2 separate regions of the Callithrix jacchus genome follow, and region 2 is linked to region 1. The links are chromatin contacts, called in public Hi-C maps. All regions are on one chromosome and are shown on one strand. The core of a region is the stretch at or near the end of the contact, and the rest is flanking DNA. Distances in the headings are between cores, read along the strand shown.

Region 1 (6,012 bases), core at 1,376-3,875:
TGACTCATAGTTGCATGATGAAATATAAACTGGGTTTTGAGTATGTCTAATCAAGGCTTTATGGGGAAAGAATGAACTTCAGATAGCAAGATGCAACTTATGTATAAGTCGAATTCTCTGTTCTTCAATATTGGCATTTGCCCTGCAAAGCTTGGCTCTGTTCTTTCAAGCTCTTGGAATCAGAGAAAACACAAATATGAAGCATTTTAATTGAGAAAATTAACGTGGGAATGTTCCTCAAGGAAACAAAAGCTGACACATGGCATCATATTCAAAGTAAAAGACAATACGCAGAACACACTGGCTCACGCCTGTAACCCCAGCACTTTGGGAGGCCCAGGCGGGTGGATCATGAGGTCAGGAGTTCGAGACCAGCCTGATCAACATGGAGAAACCCTGTTTCAACTAAATATACAAAATTAGCTGGCGTGGTGGTACATGCCTGTAATCCCAGCTACCTGAGAGGCTGAGGCAGGAGGATCACTTGAACCCAGGAGGCAGAGGATGCAGTGAGCTGAGATCGCCCCATTGTACTCCAGCCTGAGCAACAAGAGCAAAACCTTATCTCAGAAAAAAAAAAAAAGTAAAAGTAACTGTTTGGAGAGAGCGAGAGTCCAACGGCTTCTACAGTGTGGCTTGCCGTGTATTTTCAGGTTGGAACTGTAACGGGACCAAATTTTCAACAAGAATGTCAGGACATCCCGTCACATGGCTTCTATTAACAGTACAACTCTTTGGCCTATCTTCAAAATCATCAGACCGAAAAAAAAAGGATACAATCTCGGAATGAGTTCCCTGATGGAAGCAATCTTGAAAAACCAATTTAGGCATGTTTCCTTGGCCGTGTCATTTGCATTCTCTGGAGAAAAGTGATCTGTAATACAAAAACAAGACTCATCAGCCCTCCTAAATCTCAGGATCTTTTATAGCTGCTGTGAGTCGCAGGATGGGAACATATTATCCTGGAGCAGAAAAGGGTGTGGGTTACTCAGCCTGTGTGTTTCCTTCCCAATATCATTATTAGGAAGCAACTGATAACAATAGTTTACACAAACACAGGCTTTCTAAGTGCCAAGTGTTGGTCACAGTGCTTTACAGACAGCTCACCTGATCCCATATAGCAACCCTCTGAGGTACTTTTATTATCTTCCTTTATACATGCAGAGTTCAAGGCACAGAGGAATGCAGTGACTCACCCAAGGCACATAGCAAGCAAATCTAAGAGCTGGAATTCAACCCAGGCAGTCTGGCCCTGCAGCCTACATTGTTAGCCACTGCCTCTAATATAATCCAGAGGTTCTTGGTTACCCACCAGTAACTAAGACAACATTGTTGAGAATTCCAGATGCCTCAGGGGCCTGAGACTGCAACATGAAATCTGATCTAAGCTTTTGCTCTATATATCACTTGGGTCAGAGGAAGGTAGAGCAAGGCCCCTGAAGTGAGAAATCAGCCAGAATTATGCTGCCAGCTCAAGACCAGCTCCAAGACTCGTCACCTTGTGGTGAAACTGGCAGTTTACTCCATTAGCTATTCTCTTCCTCTTTAATTAAAGAACCTGCATTTTTTCTGCAGGGCACAGGGCCATCCCTGCAGCTAAATGTGGTCACGTGGGTCAAGTTCTAGTCCCAGGATATATAAATAGAAGGGCAACTTCTGAGAAGTATCTTTAAGGGAAGGGGCCTGCCTTCCCTCACTCCTTCTTCCTGCACACTGACTGGAATGCAGACATGACAGCTGGAACCTCTGCAGCCATACTGAATCATGAGAGCAACAAGACACAAGTGAGGATCCTTGGTACCAGGGGCTAGCTGCCCCAACAGCCCTGACCCTCATTACTGTTATTTCAAGTTTTCTAGAACTGAAAACCAATGCTGATTTTGACATACATATTTTTAAACAGCAGAAATTTCTCACAGTTCTGGACTTGACATAATCTTAAGGAATGAAAGAGAATATGGAGAAATGAAAGAAAAAACAAAACAAAACATCAACATCATGAAGGCCACTGTTAAGCTCTCATATGGAAATGATTTCTTCTAAATGATTTTGGCAAAGATCCCACCACTGGGTGTTTTATACTTTTAGATTAATTCAGAAAGAGAGAAGCTGGCCAGGCACAGTGGTTCACACCTGTAGTTCCGCTACTTGGAAGGCTGAGGTGGGAGGATCAACTGAGTCCAGGAGTTTGAGGCTACAGTGAGCTATGATCAAGCCACTGCACTCCAGCCCAGGCAGAGTAAGACAGAGTAAGACAGAGCAAGACCTTGTCTCTAAAAAATAAATGAATAAATAAAAGGTAGAAGATAATTACTTTAGAATACAGCAAATGATTCTTAGCTTGTTGGCTCTCATCCTGTTTTGCAATGAGTCATTTTCATCCCTGATTCTGTCACTTGTTGGTATCTTAAGGTGATCAAAATTCCTATAGAATCAGCAAAACAGACAAACTTCTAGGTACTTCCCTAGCAGAGAACAGTCACTAATCACAACTGCAGATATTTTGAAATTGCAATCTCCTCAATCTATTTTTGGAAGTCTGGCATGCTTCATTCACTTGGGAACTATTTGCTTACCATTTTCAAAAGGATGGGAAATGACCATTTTCCCCTTTCTGGCCTGAATCTGTACAGATGAAGTAACTTTTTTCCTACTTTCAAGAGATTCAGACAGAAAAAGATAGCAGCTTTTCTTAAATTCATTTGTCAATCTTCTCTTTGGGGAAAGGGAAGAGCAGTGTTAATTTCCCTTCCTATGACTGAATTTTGTGGCTTAAAATCCAAAAGCAAAAATAGGTCTCTGAGATCATCTACAAAATCTCTCACTCTAGAGTTGAAGGAACCGAGGTTCAGCAAAGCCTAAAACAAACAGTGGTTCAGGTTGCCAGAAAGAGTTGGAAATCAGGCTAAAAGCAGGTTGCCCTGCATACACACATTGACTGCAAGCTATACGACAATCTGCATACACCAAAGCAGAATCTGTAGGCTTTCCTTCCAGCTCAAGAGATAATTTAGGAAAAGGATTATGTTATGCAGGACTTTAAGATCTTATAGCAAACTAAGTATTATACTCCTTTACTTCATGTGCCCAACACAGATGCTTTAAGGCCTAACTAAAGGTGATGTTCTAGGCTTTAGGGAGATAGTGCACACAGTAGACCCTATCTTCAGGAAACTTACATTCCAGTCGGGAGAGACAAACGATAAACAGAAAAAAAAATAAGCAAACAAACAAGTAAGATAACATCTAACAGCAGTCAGTACTATTAAAGATATTAAACTAGGTACTGAAATAAAGAGTGACTTGAGTGAGATTTAGGGGAGGGGACTCATTAGATGCAGTGGTCAGAGAAGGCTCCCACAGATGCGGCATTTGAGCTGAGCCCTGAATTAGGAAAGGGAGTCAGCCAGGCCTAGATGTGGGAGAAATGTATTTCAGGGAGAGAAAACAGCAAGTGCAAGGCCCTGAGGTAGGTATAACCTCACTATGGTCAAAGAACAAAAAGCAACCTAATTTGCTGAGGAGAATGGGGTGTGGCCAGCATCAGAAGCCTTGGTGAAGAGTTTGAGAGTTTTTCTAAACACAACAGAAACCCCCTGAAGAGTTCTGAGCACAGGAGTGACATGACATGACATAGTTTATACTTTAGCACCTGGGTTGCTATGTGGGGAATCCGTCAAAATCTGGAAATTAATTCAGAAGACACTTTAATATAACCAAGAACAGAGGTTCCCTTTCTAGCACCCACTTATTTTTCTTTTATGGTGCTGCTTTTTTTCAAACCTGAACTTCTGTGGATATTTTAAGAGGAGGCAGGAGACCAATGAGTCTAGTTCTTTCATTTATTTGCCAAGTCTCTACCCTAGCAGCAAGAGGTCTCTTTACATAACAGTGTTATAGGGATTGGCACCATCTTAGTTAGCATGTGCTGGAAAGGCCAGGTCAGTTAAGGCCACTGCTTATCCCGATGTGGCCCACAATAGCCACAGGGCAAGACTGAAGATGGGAATGCCGAGAAGATGACATGGGAACCATAATACAATAAACCCAAATTATTTCTCCCAAACTGGAAATAAAATGATTTGACGTCAGAGTCCCTGGCCTCTTTACACATATGCTGGATTAAGAACTGTTGAGAGAAAATGACCGCAACTAGTAGTGTGTGCTTTTCATGCACCCATAAGATACTGTGCCTTTCTCAACTCAGAAGAGCTATACCTTAGTTACAACTCCTGAAGGCAAAGGACTCAAGTATGAAATTCACCCAAAGGGCTCAAGTATGAAATTCACCCAACAGAACTTGATTCAAATGGAAAGAATGAGTACAGATGCCACCAAATTTCTCTTCACACATAATCTCTTTGGGCAGATTTCTGCACAGATTTCCAAAGCTTTCATGATAATTATACTTAACAGTCATTCCTCAGAGCACCAACAACTTGGAAAAAAAATAATTTACTGCTCTTTTCAGGTTCTTGGAACTGGAATGAACACAAACAGATGAAGATTTACAAACAATGATAGCATTTAAAAAAATGATTTTGTTTGCTCAAGGTCGAAAATAGTTAGAAAGGAAAGAATTTTGGTGATAAAAGTGTTATAATTAACATATCTAAACAAGGACTGGCCTGTTGTTTTGAACTTTTAAGTTTAGGCAGGGAGTTAGTTATTAGTAATTTTTCCTTAATTGGCCCTAAAGTGTTGTTTGTATAGTCACTGAAGACCGGGAGAAGGAAGGTTATATTGCAGTAGGGACAAACTCAAATGCCTCTGGGGGCCAGGCAGATAAATATAAAAATTTTAAAGAGGCTGGGTACACAACAATAGGAAGAATTACAGCCTGTATCAAAAATGTTTTTTTTAATGACGTCATTGCAAAAAAAAAAAAAATACCTATTTTGGTTCGATCCTACCTGTTGGCTCAAGTTTACTGCCGATGATACAGCATGTTACATGCTGGCAAGTGTGAATTAAATGAATGGATTTGGTCGGGTGTGGTGGCTCAAGCCTATAATCCCAGCACTTTGGGAGGCCAAGGTAGACAGATCACCTGAGGTCAGGAGTTCAAGACCAGCCCGGCCAATGTGGTGAAACCCCATCTCTACTAAAAATACAAAAATTAGCTGGGTACCATGGCGTGTGCCTCTAATCCCAGCTACTCAGGAGCCTGAGGCAGGAGAATCACTTAAATCCAGCAAGTGGAGGTTGCAGTGAGCCAAGATCATGCCACTGCACTCCAGCCTGGGCAACAGAGCGAGACTCCGTCTCAAGAAAAAACATAATCATAATTTTTTAAAAAATGGATTCATATTTCTCAAATCCTCAAGCTGGCAGAGAAGGACTTTCCTTTCCACTTGGGCTGGCCTCTGCCTGCCTTTCCCAGATCACTGCCTCCAACCCTGAGATGCCCAGGACATGGGAGGAACTGTTGAAAAAAACATCATCACAGGTGTGACACAGTGGCATGGAGGGCCCCAAAGAAACCCCACATGAGCCACATTAAAAAGGTAAAATAAAACTGGGAAAATTAATTTTAATCATGTACTTTAACCCGATTCATCCAGAATATCATTTCAACACGTAATTAACATAAACACTATTAGGGAGCCACTTTACCATCTTTTACTTGTACCGAGTCTTTGAAATCCAATTTTTTTAATACTTATGGCACATCTCAATTTGGACTGGCCATATCTCAAGTGCTCAAAAGCCGCATGTGGCCGGTGGCTGCTGTATTGGACAATGTAGGTGCAGCGCTAAGAGCAAGGTTCTTACTAGCTGGTGGCAGGGCTCTGGGCAAGACTCTTCCATACCGGGTCTGCCCATCTATGATAAAACAAGATGGCTCCTAAAAGTATTTTGAGAACTAAAGGCCTGTAGATTTCGGTCTCTTTCTTTCTGACAAACACACACATTAAATAGCATTAAAAAGACAGATAGGTAGGTGAAACATAGTGGCTCATACCTATAATCCCAGCACTGTGGGAGGATTGCTGGAGCCCAGGAGTTTGA
Region 2 (6,012 bases), core at 1,381-3,880, 290 kb before region 1:
TCATGAGCAGCCAGGACCGAGAAGGGCCAGGCCAAGATCTTACCACTGAGAGTGCAGTCCTGGCTCTGGCAGTCCACCGGGAGCTTTTGGGGGTACAGAATCCTCTCCCTCCCTCTGAACCAGAATGTTCATTTGGACAAGAACCTGGGTGATTTGGAAGCACATCACAGTGTACTAAGGAAAAACTAAGAGAAAGTATAGCTGATCATAGGATTCCTGCCCAGGGGTAAGATAGCAGGATAGGGCAGTGGTTAGAGCCTGGACTCGGGCTGGCACATCCAGGCTCTGCCTCTGCGCTCACTCGCGCTCTCTGTCTCTCTCTCTCTCCCTCTCTCTCTCTCTCTCTCTCTCTCTCTCTCTCTCTCTGTTTTTTGAAACGGAGTTTTGCTCTTTGTTGCCCAGGCTGGAGTGCAGTGGTGTGATCTCAGCTCACTGCAACCTCAACCTCCCAGGTTCAGACAGCTCCTGCCTCAGCCTCTTGAGTAGCTGGGATTACAGGCACCCACCACCACACCCAGCTAACTTTTGTATTTTTAGTAGAGACGGGGTTTCACCATGATGTTGGCCACGCTGCTCTCAAACTCCTGACCTCAGGTGATCCACCTGCCTTAGCCTCCCAAAGTGCTGGGATCACAGGCATGAGCCACGGCACCCGGCCTCTGCCCTCTCTCTTAAAGTGGATCCCACATCACTCTAAGCTTCATAACTGAGTAAAGATAAATAGTCTGACATTTCTGAAACCTCCACCAGGGAAGTTCATAGACACCTATAAATACATAACCTAGAATTGCAACCATTCAAATCATTCTTTGTTTTACATAGGGGTAGAGGCTTGAGTTTGCTTGGGGGCAGACAGTTCCTTTGTTTTGGGGACACAGCAAGGGACCTTCTAGTAGTAAACTGGCAAAGCAGAAACCATTTTTTTTTTTTTTTTTTTGAGACGGAGTTTCGCTCTTGTCACCCAGGCTGGAGTGCCATGACGCGATCTCAGCTCACCGAAACCTCTGCCTTTCAGGTTCAAGCGATTCTCCTGCCTTTTCAGCCTCCCAAGTAGCTGCAATTACAAGCATGTGACACCATGCCTGGCTAATTTTTATCTTTTTAGTAGAGAAGGGGTTTCACCATCTTGGCCAGGCTGGGCTCGAACTCCTGATCTCAGGCGATCCGCCCACCTCAGCCTCCCAAAGGGTAAAGCAGAAACCTTCTATGAAGATAGAGAGTGGCTTCTGTGACAGAGTCGAGTCGGGAGAAAAGGAAGGGAAGGGAGAAGGGAAAGGGGCCACACCCTTTCTACCTGGCCCTGGGATTGGGTTTGATCACCCTGAGACAGTGGTGAACTCTCCCAGGAGGTGAGGCTCCTTGTGACATTGTCTGACCTGGCAGCAAATGACACCAGTTTAACCATTGGTTGAGAATATGGCCTTTGGAGTCAGATGGCCTGGATTGGATTCTGTCTTTGCCAACTGTCTAACCCTGGGGCAGTATTTAACTCCTCTTAGCCTCAGTGTCTCCATCTGTAAAATAGGGAGAATAATAGTTTCTGGCCTAAAGGGTTATTGGAAAAATTAAATGAGTTAAAGAATTTAAGGCCGGATGCAGTGGTTCATGCCTGTAATCCCAACACTTTGGGAGACCAAGGCAGGTGGATCAGGAGGTCAGGAGTTCGAGATAAGCCTGGACAATATGGTGAAACCCCATCTCTACTAAAAAAAAAAAAAAGTACAAAATTAGCCAGGCATGGTGGTGGGTGTCTATAGTCCCAGCTGTTTGGGAGGCTGAGGTAGAAGAATCGCTTGAACCCAGGAGGTGAAGATTGCAGTAAGCCGAGATCATGCCACTGCACTCCAGCCTGGTGACAGTGTGAAACTCCATCTCAAAAAAAAAAGAGAGAGAGAAAAGAAAAAATAATTCAGAACACTTAGAATAGCTCCTAGCTCACAGCAAGCACTATGTGCTCAGCTATTACTTTTATTATTATCATCCATGGGTGTTTGAACTTTTTTGGAGGGATGGAAGGAATGGAAGGAATGCCCCTGTCACTCAGTGTCCTCCTTCATTTTCACTCTGTGCTTCCTGTGGTGTCATCACCCAAAGCGAAACTGACCATCACAGTCAGGGTCCTCTGTAAAACTAGTGGGAAAGGGAATGTAACCCTAACTGCAGTGTTAATCATTTCATACTAAGGGCTTTCCACATGCCAGACCCTGCGTGAAGCACTTTACATGTAACATGTGTTAGACCTTCACAACAACCCCAACAGGCACGTACGATCAAAAAAATCTCCATTTCACAGACATTGAGGACTTGAGGCTCACAAAAGTGAACTTGCCTGCGTTTGCAAAAGGATCTCGGCGTCAGTTCCAAGAGCTGCCACCAGGTGGCAGTGCTCATCCACTTTCCAAATGAGCAGTCTGGCGGGAACACACTAGGAAAGGGTCGTCCTGCAAATGTTTGATGAACACCTACTGTGTACCTGGCACTGTTCTAGGCTCTGAGGATCCACGCAAATAAACCAGTCGCGGGGAGGGGGAACACTGCCTTTATGGTTCTTCCCTTCCATTTTCCTTTGACTATAATAAAAGGTATCCCAGAGAGACTTGCCCAAGGGGGATGTGGCCTAACCGAGACCGGAACTGGGAGGCTGGAGGCTTGCGGGAAGGGATGGGAGAGTATCTGGAAGGCCACTGTCCCCAAAGATCAGAGACTGAAACTATTCCCAGAGGGCAGGGTTCTTCGTCCCACCTTCCTGCAGCCCCCGGGAGAGAGGAGCAGGAGTCTGTCCTCTTACTATGGTGTCTTACGTGGCTGGGAGGGTTGTGACGACGAGTGGGGGCGGGGGGGGGGGCGGGCGGGGGGGGGGCGGGCGGTGTGGGAACCGCGGAGTGGGGGAGGAAATCTCACCCTGAGAATCTGGAGTGCGGGGAAGGGATGCTGCTCAAAGGTCTGTTTCTGGTTTTCGGGGGGCCACCTGAAATTGCCCGGGGTTTGCTGGTCCGAAGGTCACCCAGGTAACCAGCCCTATATGGGGTGTGGGAGCGCAGCTCCCAAGCCTGGGCGAGGCATTGCCGACCTCGGAGAGGCCAGTGGACTAGGACAGGGTGAGGGGGACTCCGTGCCCAGGCGGAAGGCTGTCCCGTACCCCTCCTTAAAGCAAGTCCCACGGCCTCCCCGCAGACACGCGTCCGGGCTGTGCCCTGAACGCCTGCAGAGCGTGTGCCCCCTGCAAGGCTGTGGATGTGTGCGTACGTGGGTGATGTGTGCGGTAGGGGTGGTGGCGATCCTGCGTAGGGACGCACGTGAGGGATGCCCCGTGTGGACGTGTGTGTTTGAAGGCGCCGAGGACGCGGGTGTTGGGCTCAGTGTGCGTTAGGGGACAAGGACACCTGGGAGGTGGGTACAGAGGAGAGAGAGGAGTGTGTCCAGGAGGGAACCTGCCTCGAGGAGGCCTAACGGTGTGCGTGTGCCTAAGTGTACACCTGGGCGTTGGTGACTCTGGAAGATATTCGGCGGGATTGATCCTCTCCGCATCCTGGACCCGGCGCTGGTGTGTTTCGGGGAAGTTACTGCTTATGAACCCACCTTGGAGCGTGGCCTGGGCACAGGAAGCCTCCTGCACTGGGACCCCTCCGTACCCCTCGGTCGCGGTCCCACTCGGTAAGTGTATTGGACGGAGGGGGGTGTTCCTGCAAATGGATCTACCCTGGGGAGTTGCAGGCTCGTCTGGACTGTTCACTGGCGCACTGTGGTTGTGGGGCAAATGTCCCCGAATTGGGGACACGGGAGGTGGGGGTGATCGTCTCAGCGATCCGGGCTGGAAGCCACAAGCTTGGGCCCCGGAGGTGCAGGCAGGCGGCGCCTAGCCCCGCGCGGAACCACTGTTGGGGTTGGGGGGACCGGGGTGGGGAGCGGAGGCCCGGGGGCGGGGCCGGCCGGGGGCGGGGGCGGGGCCGCGGCCGCTGCTGTAGCGCGGGCCGGGCCAGGGGGCGCCTCGCGCGGCGGCGGCTCTGGCAGGCGCTGCAGTGAAGCTGGACCCGCAGGCCGGTGTGCGTGTAGCGGGGGCCGCGGCCGTACTGCAGAGATGTGACTCGGGCCGAAGGCCAGCGGGAGCGTCGGCGCTGCGGGGTCGCGGGGGTCGGTGAGTGCGAGCGGCGCGGATACGGTGAAGGACACCGTGGGGACCCCAGAAACTTTTCCCGCCGTGGATTTCGGAGGATGGGGAGGGTCCGCCTCTTGTGTTTTTATAAGCGTCCCTCCATCCCCAGCCAGGGAGTTCATTGCTAGGGGAGATGCGGGATCTGGGCGAGAGGAATCCTGTGCCGTGGGAGCGGAGCCGTAGAAGGCTGGGCGGGGGAGGCGAGGGGACGGGGATCTTTACTTGGAAGGACTGTGACTGGATCCGGTAGAGATCCAAGTCTCCCAGGAGGGTCTCGGGCCGACCACAGGTGAACGGCAGCTGGGAACATAAAGGAGCCCAGCCATGTCCTAGTGACGCCTCGCGTGTGAGGAGTTGCGGGCTGGTCCTGGAGCCGCGTGGGGGGCTGACCGTGGACAGGGCAGGCGCAGCCGGGGGCGCAAGGGCTGGACTCTGGGGGAGAACAACAGCACCTGTCGCGGGGACTGGGGGCCAAGCCCGCAGCCGGCAGTGAGTGCGCATTACTGAGCAAGGGGAGGGGGGACACCGCGGGAGGAGGCGGGGAGAGGGCAGAGCTGAGACCTGGGCTGGTGACTGGGAGGAATGGGAAGGGGGGGCGACTGCATACAATGGCGCGGGGTGGGGGGAATGGTGCCCTTCCAGACTGGGGGCACTGAGACCTCTAGGAGAGGTGGCTAGGCTGGGGGTAAGGACTAGACCTGTGCTCTGTCTCCTCTCCTTGGGGAACACGGGCTTCCAGCCCTACGAGGACCCCACACATCCCGAGGTCCCCAGCGCTTGGGCCGAAAAGAGAGCTCTCGAGAGGAGCCTGCTCCGGCCTTGGCCCCGATTAGAGCGCCCGGGGTGGAGGAGGACCACCGACCTTGCCCCAGAAGTCTCCCCTGTGCAGCGGGTTCACTCCTCCGTCCTTGCTTGGTCACACCCAGGCCTAGCCAGTCCCCGCTTTCACGTCCCCCGTTCGCTAAGGGGGCGGCTCCTTGGAGCTCGGACAAAGGCCCCTGGAGTGTGGCGGGCAGCGGAGTCCCCGCCTGGGGCCCCAGCCAACGCGCCACATTTGCCGCCCAACTGCACCAGGCCGGGGGGCACCTGAACAGAGCCCAGAAAGCTCTGGGGGACCCCTCAAAGACAAGAGCAGTGGGGGAGGGATCTGGCACAAAAACCCCGGCACTTCAGCCAAGGAACCTTCTTAATTCAGAAGTTTCTTCGGTGGGGACGCTGGGCTTGCGGGGGATTCAGGCTTTGAGTTACACTGCATGCAAATGAAATGTAAATAGAATGCAAATTGGCATCTGTCGTTTGGAAACCCTCCCGGCCAGTTTGGTATCTTAAGACTGTGGAGTGAACAGTTTCCTCTCTGCTCCCTGCTCTAAGTCTGGAAAGGGGTCAGCTAAGTTGGGAAGGGAAGGAGATTCCAGGGGGAAGGACCGGCCATTTGGGGCACAAGCAGCAAGACAGCCAGTTTTGTTAGAAAGATAAACTCGGAATCTTCATTGGATTAGTATGGTATTTCAAGACGTGCCAGGTGCCTAGACACTGCCTTGTATGAAACGGACAAACCGCTGCTCTCCCGGAGCTGGGGAGGTGAGTGCACAAACCCTAAACAAACCCGTAGCAAATGGTTCTGAAATCCGATTGGGATAAGGACCGCCAGAAAATCAGATGGGGTGATGTAAAAGAAGGTGACAGGGGCGTAGGTACCTGAGGAGACTGCTGGGGGAGTGACGTTTGAGGGGAGCCCAGCTAGAGGCGGGGCGTCGCTGGGAGGTCTTGGGGGAGACTGATCCTGGAGGAAGGCACTTTGAGTGCAAAAGCTTGAAGGTGCGAATGAGCTTAGAGGAACTGAACAAAGGCCATTGTGG

What was found. A called contact is a pair of places that touch in the nucleus more often than the background predicts.
Region 2: a Hi-C map of skeletal muscle shows a contact between it and region 1, with 5 times the contacts expected there. The contact joins the promoter of GPRC5B here to the enhancer-like site in region 1. A contact is called at or near these places in 3 of 3 Hi-C or Micro-C datasets (induced pluripotent stem cells and skeletal muscle).

Annotation. Positions count from the first base shown.
Region 1 is chr12:21,024,899-21,030,910 of calJac240_pri, reverse strand. VPS35L (VPS35 endosomal protein sorting factor like) reads right to left here. Exons shown (of 32, transcript XM_078344797.1): 10 at 778-874. Among named protein-coding and RNA genes, the nearest start is that of VPS35L, 59 kb to the right of the region's middle. Within about 2 kb of position 2,625, at least 2 of the 16 cell types and tissues checked have an H3K27ac peak or open chromatin away from gene starts, as enhancers often do. A contact at or near this core is called in skeletal muscle, where this site is marked.
Region 2 is chr12:21,312,555-21,318,566 of calJac240_pri, reverse strand. It overlaps GPRC5B (G protein-coupled receptor class C group 5 member B), which reads left to right and starts at 2,630. Exons shown (of 5, transcript XM_078344827.1): 1 at 2,630-2,792; 2 at 3,470-3,654.